Regions from separate parts of the Ovis aries genome. Here region 1 is linked to region 2. Evidence: chromatin contacts called from public Hi-C data. All regions are on one chromosome and are shown on one strand. Each heading gives the region's core, a stretch centred on a gene start, on an enhancer-like site or on the middle of the called end of the contact. The rest is flanking DNA. Distances are from core to core; before and after follow the strand shown. Region 1 holds the start of SSH2 (slingshot protein phosphatase 2). Region 2 holds the start of CORO6 (coronin 6).

Region 1 (4,850 bases), core at 84-2,583, 250 kb before region 2:
CCACCACCAGGGGGCAAAAGCCTACCAGCTGGCTTCTCTGCTGTACATTCAACATAGGACTGTACAGTACAGGGACCCTCAGTGTCTGATTCTTGATGGAACCTCCCTGCTAATTATTTCAACCACAGGGCCCCAGGGAGAGAACAAAGGCTCAGCACAGAGGGCTCCAGTGGCACTTAACCATACAGCGGCCAGAAAGGGCTCAAGGCTGCTCTGCCAATTTACAACAAGCAGTAAGATCCAAGAGAGTTTGAGTGACAAACAAGAGGCGGTGGATTAATAACTGCAAACTCCGGAATGTCTGCGTTTTACAGACATGTTATGTATGGTGGTATTTACCAGCACATCCACTCAAATTAAGAAATAGCTTTGTCAACTCTGTTTCTCTGTGTAATCAATCTATGGTATTTATATGGCGCGATTTCCACCCCCGCCCCCCTTAAATCTTGATTTTTCATTATGTTCTTGGCTTAGGTTCAGCTGATGATTTATCTTTTAGAAAACTATTTCTTTAGAATATTCAATCGACATTTCGCATGTGTCTATGAAATAATGAAATCTAGAGACGAAGAGAAGGAAAACCCCAAAGAGCAAATCCTGTCTAATCAAGAGAATTTCTTCCCAGCAGGAAGCAAGTGGGAGGTAAATAGCAGGTTGGACCCTTGTAACTCCGTGAGCCCAGCTTTCTCGGCTTCCCCCAGGCTCTCTCGGCCTCCCTGCACTTCAGGAATAATGAATGAGCCCTTAGACAGGGGCCAGGGTAACAGGAAGCACGAGGGTACCATGAAGATTCTCGGGTATAAAATTACAAACCCTTCTTTCTTTCAAAAAGTCTCATCATAAAACATGGACTCAGAGCGGAAGGGTGGGAAAGCTAAGAAGAAAGCCCTCGAGAGCCGGGTCAACGGTAAGGTCTCTAGCCCAGAAAGTCCCATCCGCGCTCAGAGGAAGCGTTTGAAACCCCGCGGCGCCCTTTCCCACCCGGAAACTCGTTCGCGTCAGGATTTTCACCTCGGTTTCTTCTCACTGAGGTGGGTTAAGCTGTGCGCCCAACCTCGGGAATAAAAAAAGGTTGTCCTTCAAGAGTGGGGACTCCAGCGACACCCCCTCCCCAGCCGCAGAACCCGCTCCCTAACACACCCCCTCAAACCCCCAGAGCAGCCTAACCCGCGCGATTCCCAGAGCCCGGGGGGAAACCCCGAGAGGGGGCGGCGGCCCGAGGCGCACGCACCCGGCCGCCTTCCGGCAACTCAAGGGTTACGGCCAGGCGGCGGCGCGCGAGGAGGGGAGAGGCGGTTGCTGACAGGTGGCGCCTGCGCACTGGGAGCGCTCATTGTGCCCCGCAGCTGCCGAACTGCCCGCCCGCCAGCCAGCCAGCCGCCCGCTCGGCGCGTCAGTCTGCGAGAGTCCGGTGGTGGGTGCGGAGTCTGCGGCCGTTCGCGCGGCCTCCTCCTCCTCCCTGTTCCCCTCACCCCCACCCCACACCCCTTTGCCCCATCCCGGCTCCGTCACCCTCCCGCCCCCCACACTCGGGACAAGAATGCCCTGCCCGGAACAGCCCAGCAGCGCCTAGATGGCTTTGGTCACGGTCCAGCGGTCGCCTACCCCCAGCACTACCTCCAGCCCCTGCGCCTCGGTGAGTCCCCTCCCGGCAGCCGCTCCGCTCGCTTCTGTCACTGCGGCTCCGCTTTGCCTCAGCGGGTCCCGCCGAGCGCCACTGCGCACGCGCCGCGCCGCTTCCCAGGCCTTGGCACCCGGCTGCCGCGAACCCCCCACACGCCCCCATCTTAAAGACGAGCCGCAGGAACTACCGGACGTTGATGTGTGCCTCCGTCACTCTGAGCACCTAGCGCCTCACCATCCTCGCCCCGAAGCCCCCTGTGGCATGCTTTCCTCTGGCTTGAGCACTTCCTTTCGGGAATGAGTCATTCTTGCTTTTCACCCTCCCCCTTCCTTTTACCCTCTGTTGCTCTGCTGCAGGGAGAGGACCCCGGGACTCCTGCCATGCCCCTTACCCACACCCACATCCCCTTACCCGCACCCATTTCAGGGACCCGTTCCGTCTTCACCCACCGCCCGCCCTTCGGGCTCTCCGGGCGTCTGCCTTCCCCCTGGTCACTTGCTGTCTTTCTTGTGTCCTGTCCATTGGGCTTCATTGGACGGCTGAACGGTAGTTACTCCTAGGTTTCTCGCCATCTCCCCTCCCCCAGAGGGTGGCGGGAGTCTCTGCTCCTTGGACCTCTCACCTTTCCTCGACGAGGTCCTGAAGCATCTGGCGCTGCTTGATGACCAGTGCCAATTCATTTACATCTCACAGACATGTATGCATCGCACTCATTGCTCATGATCGTTCTTGTTCTCGAGTCGTGTTTGTATGGCTCGTTACTTCAGATGCCAGTGCCAGTGAAGCGTGCTTCCAGAAGGAAAATACCCAGTAACCAGCCTTTTCCTGCTGGGCCCTTCTTTGCCTTCGCCCCACCCCCACTTCTTTACGCTCCATTCTTTTAGGCTTTTTTTTTTTTTTCTGGAAATATTTGTTTTTTAAAATGAAATATTGCACCAGTGGGGCGAAATGGGATCTTTTAAAAAAAATCCAGATGTTTTAGAGGGAAATAGATGGAATGAATATATGAGGAATTAGAAAAACCGTTTGGAACTTCCTACAGAATTGTAGTTTTAAAAACTAGGTTGGTGGGTTTAGTAGTTTCAGCTTGCAAACACGTATTCAATATACACAGAAACACCTTCCACTGTAAAAATTTGGGTTACTCTTAATTTATATATTAACTGAGGTGTGTGCTTTGACATCTTGAAAACATGCTGGTTTGTGATTTCAACATAGTTTCCTGAATTTCAAAATTTTGCTGTGTAGTGTGTGGTGGTTTCCTTTTTTTCCCCCCTGAGCCAGCTTTTGCACTCTGTGTGACTAAATTGGCAGCTATATCCTAATTCTAGAAGCGATTATACTTCAGAGGTTACCTTACCTTGTGTTGTTTCCAGAAGAACTAGCTGGGATCCTTGGATAGAAGCTCAGGGAGGCAGACTTTCATGCTAAGGAAGAACTTTGTAACAGTGGGGTGGACTGCCTTGCAAAATAGTGAGTGCTCATTGTAGAAAAGTTCAAATAAAAGGCTGGAGGTCCTTTGGCCTAGGAGATGGTGTAAGGGCTCTTTCTAATTCTTAAGATTATATGATTTTAGAATAACTGCACTTGAAAGCTCGTAAAATATTTAAGGGTCTTCTGAAGACAAATATCATAAGGTTGGAAATTTAATATACGTTATTCTTATATGTGGTACTTGATACTAGTTTTTGGAAAGTTATTAACATACCATCAGACCATCTTAATTCACTCTTCTTGTAAACCTTTTGAGGATAGTGGTTACCAGGCCTGATTTTGGCTGAGAGAGCAACTGAAGGTTAGTTGAGTTGAGCAAGTAAACCAGAAACCAGAATTATATTGACAAGGTTTTCCTTGGGCATTGTTGAAAACAATTGATGCTGTAATAATAATATATGTATATCATGTTATTATACTTATTTTCTTGAGGTGAATGATTAGTATACAGTAATACCATATCTATTTGATATAACTTTGTTAGCCAACACTTGCTTATTTTAGAATCCTGAGGTATGTTAATAGGCACTTTGATATAGGTAATTAAATTGATCATGGGTAAGCTCAGTTATTGAGCTAAATGACTGATACATCTACTTGCTATAGTAGCCTGATTATTTCATTTTATATGTGACCCTGGGAGAAAAGGAATCCTGGTACTGGGGTGTGTGTGTGTGTGTGTGTGTGTGTGTGTGTGTGTGTGTGTGTGTGTGTGTGTGTGTGTGTGTGTGTGTGTGTGTGAAACAGTCGGTGTTGTCAGCGTAACTATGAGCCGTTACCTTTCCCTTTAAGTTGTCTTCCTATTCCACTTCACCCAGAGCTTTTTTAGCTGAGTTTTGTCATGGTCCTTGTGTTCCAGTATTCGACTGCTGTCTGATTTGGATGTATTTGCTGTTGTGTCTCTTGCTGCATGGAAAAGTTGAGTTGTTTGTTTTAAGAGAGAGCAGAAACAATCTACAGAACCATGAAAGGAGAGATTTAATTTTGTGAGGCTGGAGATTTAGATGTTATCATTTTAAGCATTCTGTTACAGTGTTTCATTATAGGAGGTAAGACATTTTAATACTGTCAGCTCTTCAGTGTTTTTTCTTTAGGGATTAAACAAATCTATTGATCATCTACTGGGTGTGAATGACTATTATAGTAGTAAGATGTGTAAGATATTAACTCTGTCCTTCAGGGTCATGTAATCTTGGCAGGGAGGGGGAGAAGGAAGACATAGGGACTAGAGGAGGGGCAAGAATGAGATGAGAGAGTAGAAAAGGAGTGTGAAGGGAATGATACTGAATGTATATCAACAGCCAGTTTGTAAATGGCCATAAGTATTGTATGGATTCAAATTAAGATAAATTCACTAGTGGCAATAGTAGTGAAACCAATATCTAACATGTAACTACCTTACATGGATTATTTACTCTTCACAGCATGCTCAAGGGAAATTTCTTTTATCCGCATCTTACTGATGAAACTGAGGCAAAGAGCTATTAAGGATTGTACCCAGTGACACTCAGCTCTTGAAGATGTAATTCAAACCCAGATGTGTCTAACTTTAGAATCTTCCATCTTTTTCCTTCTTGAGAATCAAAGAGAAGTGTAACATAGTTAGGTGACTCTCGAACTAGGTCTTGAAGGGGAGGTTGAATGTTTATAGACTGAGATAGAAGCTGGGGAGTAGAAAGTGTTCCAGGTGGAGAGAAGCTGTATACACCAAGACTTAGAGACAGAAACATAC
Region 2 (4,906 bases), core at 1,534-4,033:
GGAAAGCACCAAGTCCAAGGAGCTTCTTCCACTGATTGATTCTTTGTGCCTTGGCTCCACCCACCCATGGCTCTGCCAGGCCTTGGCAGCCGGAAGAAGGCTAGAGGGCAGCGCTGAGCCTTACCAGCTCTAAACAATATCTGAGTTCCTGCTCCTGTACCTGGAGAGCACACCTCCCCCACTTCCCAAGTGATGGAACTGAAGGCAGAATGGATGGAAGGATTCCTGCTTCCTAGTCCCAGACCCTTCCCTCTAGAATGGAGTGCCTGGCTCTCTCTAAAGGGGAGAAAAGGAGAGGAGAGAAGAAAAAAAATGCCATTTCAAGGTAGGAGACAGCATGTCACGTAGCTTTTCTGCCAACAAGTGGTGCAGAATTGGAAAGAACCTAACCCAGCCCTCTTCATTTTACAGCTTAAGAAAGCTGCAAAAACAGGGTGACTGAGCAACGGCTAAAACTCCAGTTTTGTAGTTAGTCCATGCGTCCTCTCCTCTGTGCCATAAAACGCAACTCTTGGTATCAGCATTTGTGAGACAAAGTGACATTCTCCTTCAAGGAGAGACAGAAATGCATGGTGCTGGGCTTCCCTGGTGGCTCAATGGTAAAGAATCCACCTGCCAATGCAGGAGACATGGGTTCAATCCCTGGTCTCAGAAGATCTCACATGCTGCAGAGCAGCTAAGCCCGTGCACCACAACTATTGAGCCTATGCTCTCGAGTCCAGGAGCTACAACTGCTGAGGCCGCACACCCTAGATACCGTCCTCCACAACGAGAGGCAACTAGAGAGGCCCCAACTCACCACAACTAGAGAAAAGCCCCAGCAGCAATGAAGACCCAGCACAGCCAAAAAAAAAAAAAAGAAATGCATGGTGCTGAAAAGCTTGACCCAGACACCAGAACTCTTGGGTAAGAATCTCAGCTCTACTATCTCAGTTTCCTGCCTCAGTTTCCTCATCTGTAAAACAGGGGTAATAATAGTACCCATCTCAGAAGACTATTATCAGAATGGAATTAGTAAGTGTAATGTCTGTAATACAGTGTGTAGCTATTGTTATTAAGGAGCTACTGAGTCACTCAGGTCTTTCCCTCCTAATCATGTGCCCGGAATCTTTAGGTAAAAGGGAGATTCTTCATAAACTACTCTTATGCCCCTCTCCAATGCCATAATTATTCCTGAAGTACCCATAACAAGTGTCTGGCCCACAAGCCACTGAATACTTGGACTCTTCCTGAGAAACAAGCCTTGTGATCCGTTTGAGGTTCCCACCACCTTCCCTCCTTTTACCCCTAATGCTGACCTCTACCTTCTGGAAGGCTGTGTTCGATTGATTTCCAGGTGTGTCCAGAGAAAAACTTCCCTGGTGGCTCAGATGGTAAAGCGTCTGTCTACAATGCGGGAGACCCGAATTCAGTCCCTGGGTCGGGAAGATCTCCTGGAGAAGGAAATGGCAATCCACTCCAGTATTCTTGCTTGGGAAATCCCATGGATAGTGGAGCCTGGTAGGCTATAGTCCATGGGGTTGCAAAGAGTCGGACACGACTGAGCGACTTCACTCACTCACTCACTCCTGGAGAATGAGAAGTAATTGCTGGTCCCCTGTGCCCTCCAGGGCCTTATGATCTAAAGGAAGAAATCCAGGCAGCAGGTGAGACTGCTTAAAGAGCAGCTATAGGGATTAATTGTTTTCACTGGCTGCATTTTGATCAGATTTCTTTTTATCTCCTTAATCTTGGTCTAACTCAGCTGGTAAAGAATCCGCCTCCAATGCAGGAGACCCCAGTTTGATTCCCAGGTGGCGAAGATCTGCTGGAGAAGAAATAGGATACCCACTCCAATATTCCTGGGCTTCCCTTATGGCTCAGCTGGTAAAGAATCTGCCTGGGCTGAGGGAGACCTGGGTTCCACCCCTGGGTTGGGAAGATCCCCTGGAGAAGGGTAAGGCTACCCACTCCAATATTCTGGCTTGGAGAATTCCATGGACTGTATAGTTCGTGGGGTCGCAGAGTCGGACACGACTAATCTTGGTCAATACTCAGATCCAAGGGTCTTGAAGGGAGTGGGAGGTGGGTAGGGGCTTCCCCGGAATACAGTAGAACACCAATACAAACAAGGCCCTCAAGACTTGAGGAGTCAGGTTTAGTGTCTAAAATATGGCCAAAAACCTGGGCCAGCTGCTTTTCCTTGAACCTGGTGTTCACTTTTTTCTCCATTCCTACTCCCGGTTTTTAGGTTGCTTTCTGCCCTGTTCCGTGGAATCCTCCCTAAAGGGGTGAAATGTCTAGTAGAATGACAGTGTATTAATAACAGCAACAATAACATTCACAGCCCCCTGTCAGGGACTCTCCCAGCTGCCCTGGGCCAACCTAGGCCCTCATCCAAGGGTCCCTAGAGCATCCTCCGGGCTCTCTCCTCGTGGTATGTGGACGTGCAGTCCCACAGCCCCGGTCTGCCGGGACTGGCTAAATTGGGACTGTGATTGCAGCAGGAATGCAGCGCGAAGGCATCTGATCTCGCGCGGCCGCCGGCTCTAAGAGGAGCGCGCCCCCTCGTAGGCTCGCTCTCTCAGCGCCCAGCTCTAAGGTCTAGGAACCTGGGCCTCCCCAGCTCACCCGGTAGGCGCGGAGCCCGGAGAAGGATCACGCACAGCTCACGAGCACACATGCAAAATTACTCTGGACGCTTCTCACAGGCCGACGGACTAGTCGCGCAGCCTGTTCGGCGCTCGACTTTCCCGCCGCTGGAGGGGCGGCGCCTTGTGGCCCCGCCCCCGCCGGAGGCCCCGCCTCCGCAGGTTGATGGCAGCGGCAGCTGGGACTGCAGCGGCGCCCGGCCCCGGGAGTCGCAGGCAGTGGCCGGAGCGCGCAGCCGAACGCCCGGGCCCCAGACGCCGCGGACACCCGGAGAGGCAGTTCCGGCGCCCTGACGCCTCCCTCGGCCTTTAGCGCACCGCCAAGCCCCTCCGCAGAGAAGTCGCAGCGTGAGCACCCCTCGGCCGGCCCAGGACCAGGTACTCCCCCCGCCAACACCGCCGCCGCAGCCAGTGGAGCGGGCGGGGTGTCTGGAGGGGACAGAGGTCTGCGCTCCCTCCACCCGCCCCCGCCACCGCCGCCAAATTCGGTCCCGGGCGGGGCGGACTTGGCGTCTATATTTGGCCGGACAGCGGCCCGCGCGCCCTCAGGGCGCAGACACCTCGTCTCGCAAGAACGCAGTGCCGGGGCCGAAGGAGGGTGCGGGGAGGCCGAAGGCCGGGCCTGAGGCCGGGGGCTGCAGAAGCGGCTTGAAGGGCACAAGGATGCCCGGTGCTGGGGAGGGGCTGGAGGCAGCGGCTGCGGCTTGGGAAGCGCTCGGTGTGGTGCCTGGGGAAGAGCTGAGTGCAAGCTCCTAGCGGGAGAAGAGGCACCTCACCCTCCCCATTCCACTTCTGAAAATCCGGCTCTGGCCTGGGGAGGGGTTCGAGGACCCCAGCCGCAAGAGTTTAGCAGGAGAGAGGACCCAGAGGAGAAGTGGGACTGAAGTATGGCGGGCAAAAGCCAGAATACCGTGGTGAGGGCCTCTTAGGAGAAGCCGGTGCGAGAAGGGTGGGAGGAGGACATCTACCTTATGGCGCATTCCTCCCACTCCCACCCGACCCGCGACAGCATGGGAGGAAACTGAGAACAGGGGCAGGAAGGACTCAGGTTAGCTGACAGGAGGAACTCCTCCTTGGCAAATTTTTAGAAAAAGGCAAACCCCATTCGCCTAACCTATGCCAGAGATGCTGAACTTAGAATCTTGGGGGGCTGCAGTCCTAGCCCCTCAAATGGCCTTAAGCCAGGAAGTCTCTGATTGTGGACAAGACGCCTCTGGGAGATAAAACACTTCGGTGAAGAGATGCTCACCCAAGGCTGGCAGCCGGAGGGCAGCCTGGTGTTGAGGCTCCTCCCAAAACCGCTTGAAGGTCCAGGAAGCTTTCAGGCCCAGTTAGCTTCCACTGTTGGCCCCAGTCTAAGGGCCGGTCTCTAAGGAGAAGTCAGGTCCCCAATCCAAGTCCCTCGAACTAAGCGAAGAACTCCCATATATTAATTACCTTGAAGAAAACGCCTTGCTTCTAGGACCAGACTCTATATTAATTTATACCTGACTCTTGGCAAGATAATCCTTCTCACTTGCCACTTCCCCAACTCTTCCTCCCTCCCACAGCTACAGGACTAAGGACCAAAAGCATTTCTGGGCACTGAGATCCTTCATCTCTGCCCCCAGCTATGAGCCGGCGCGTGGTTCGGCAGAGCAAGTTCCGCCACGTGTTTGGACAGGCAGCAAAGGCTGACCAGGCCTACGAGGACATCCGTGTGTCCAAGGTCACATGGGACAGCTCCTTCTGTGCCGTCAACCCCAAATTCCTGGCCATTATTGTGGAGGCTGGGGGTGGAGGTGCCTTCATCGTCCTGCCTCTGGCCAAGGTGAGGGATGAGGGGAAGGAAGCAGGTGGAGGACACCGACTGTGACTCCTGGGGACTCCGGACAGCAGCCTGTGTTCTCACCTAGCTCCATTCCTAATTTGGGAGGACAGTCTAGGTGGATTGACTGCTCCCTATCCCCCAATTGCTCTGGGACCGATTGGGAGGCTCCCTCACCCCTCCCAGAACAGCAGCATCACATTGGTCCCCACCCACACACAGCCCATCCCTTCTCCATGCAGCACCTTGTACCCAGCAGGGACCTGGAGGGGGTGATAGATAGTTGGGAAGCAGTGGAGTCAGGACCTGGCTGGCTTCTGTTTCTATTCTCCTGATGCCACCCCGCTTCGTGTTTCTGGCCTCTGGATCTTTGTACCCAGCCCAGGGTGACTACTGGATTAAATCACACCCCGGAGAAGCACAGTGAGGACAGGGTCAGGCTCTATCCAGAATCCTTGGCTGCCTCCCC

The links. A called contact is a pair of places that touch in the nucleus more often than the background predicts.
Region 1: a contact with region 2 is called in a Hi-C map of tail adipose tissue, with 4 times the contacts expected there. The contact joins the promoter of SSH2 here to the promoter of CORO6 in region 2. A contact is called at or near these places in 3 of 16 Hi-C or Micro-C datasets (hypothalamus and tail adipose tissue).

The regions. Positions count from the first base shown.
Region 1 is chr11:21,057,019-21,061,868 of ARS-UI_Ramb_v3.0, reverse strand. It overlaps SSH2 (slingshot protein phosphatase 2), which reads left to right and starts at 1,333. Exons shown (of 15, transcript XM_042255464.2): 1 at 1,333-1,636. The coding sequence starts at 1,574. EFCAB5 (EF-hand calcium binding domain 5) reads right to left here and starts at 1,672. Exons shown (of 22, transcript XM_042255465.2): 1 at 1,618-1,672.
Region 2 is chr11:20,810,762-20,815,667 of ARS-UI_Ramb_v3.0, reverse strand. CORO6 (coronin 6) reads left to right here and starts at 2,783. Exons shown (of 10, transcript XM_015098554.4): 1 at 2,783-3,008; 2 at 4,181-4,440. The coding sequence starts at 4,243.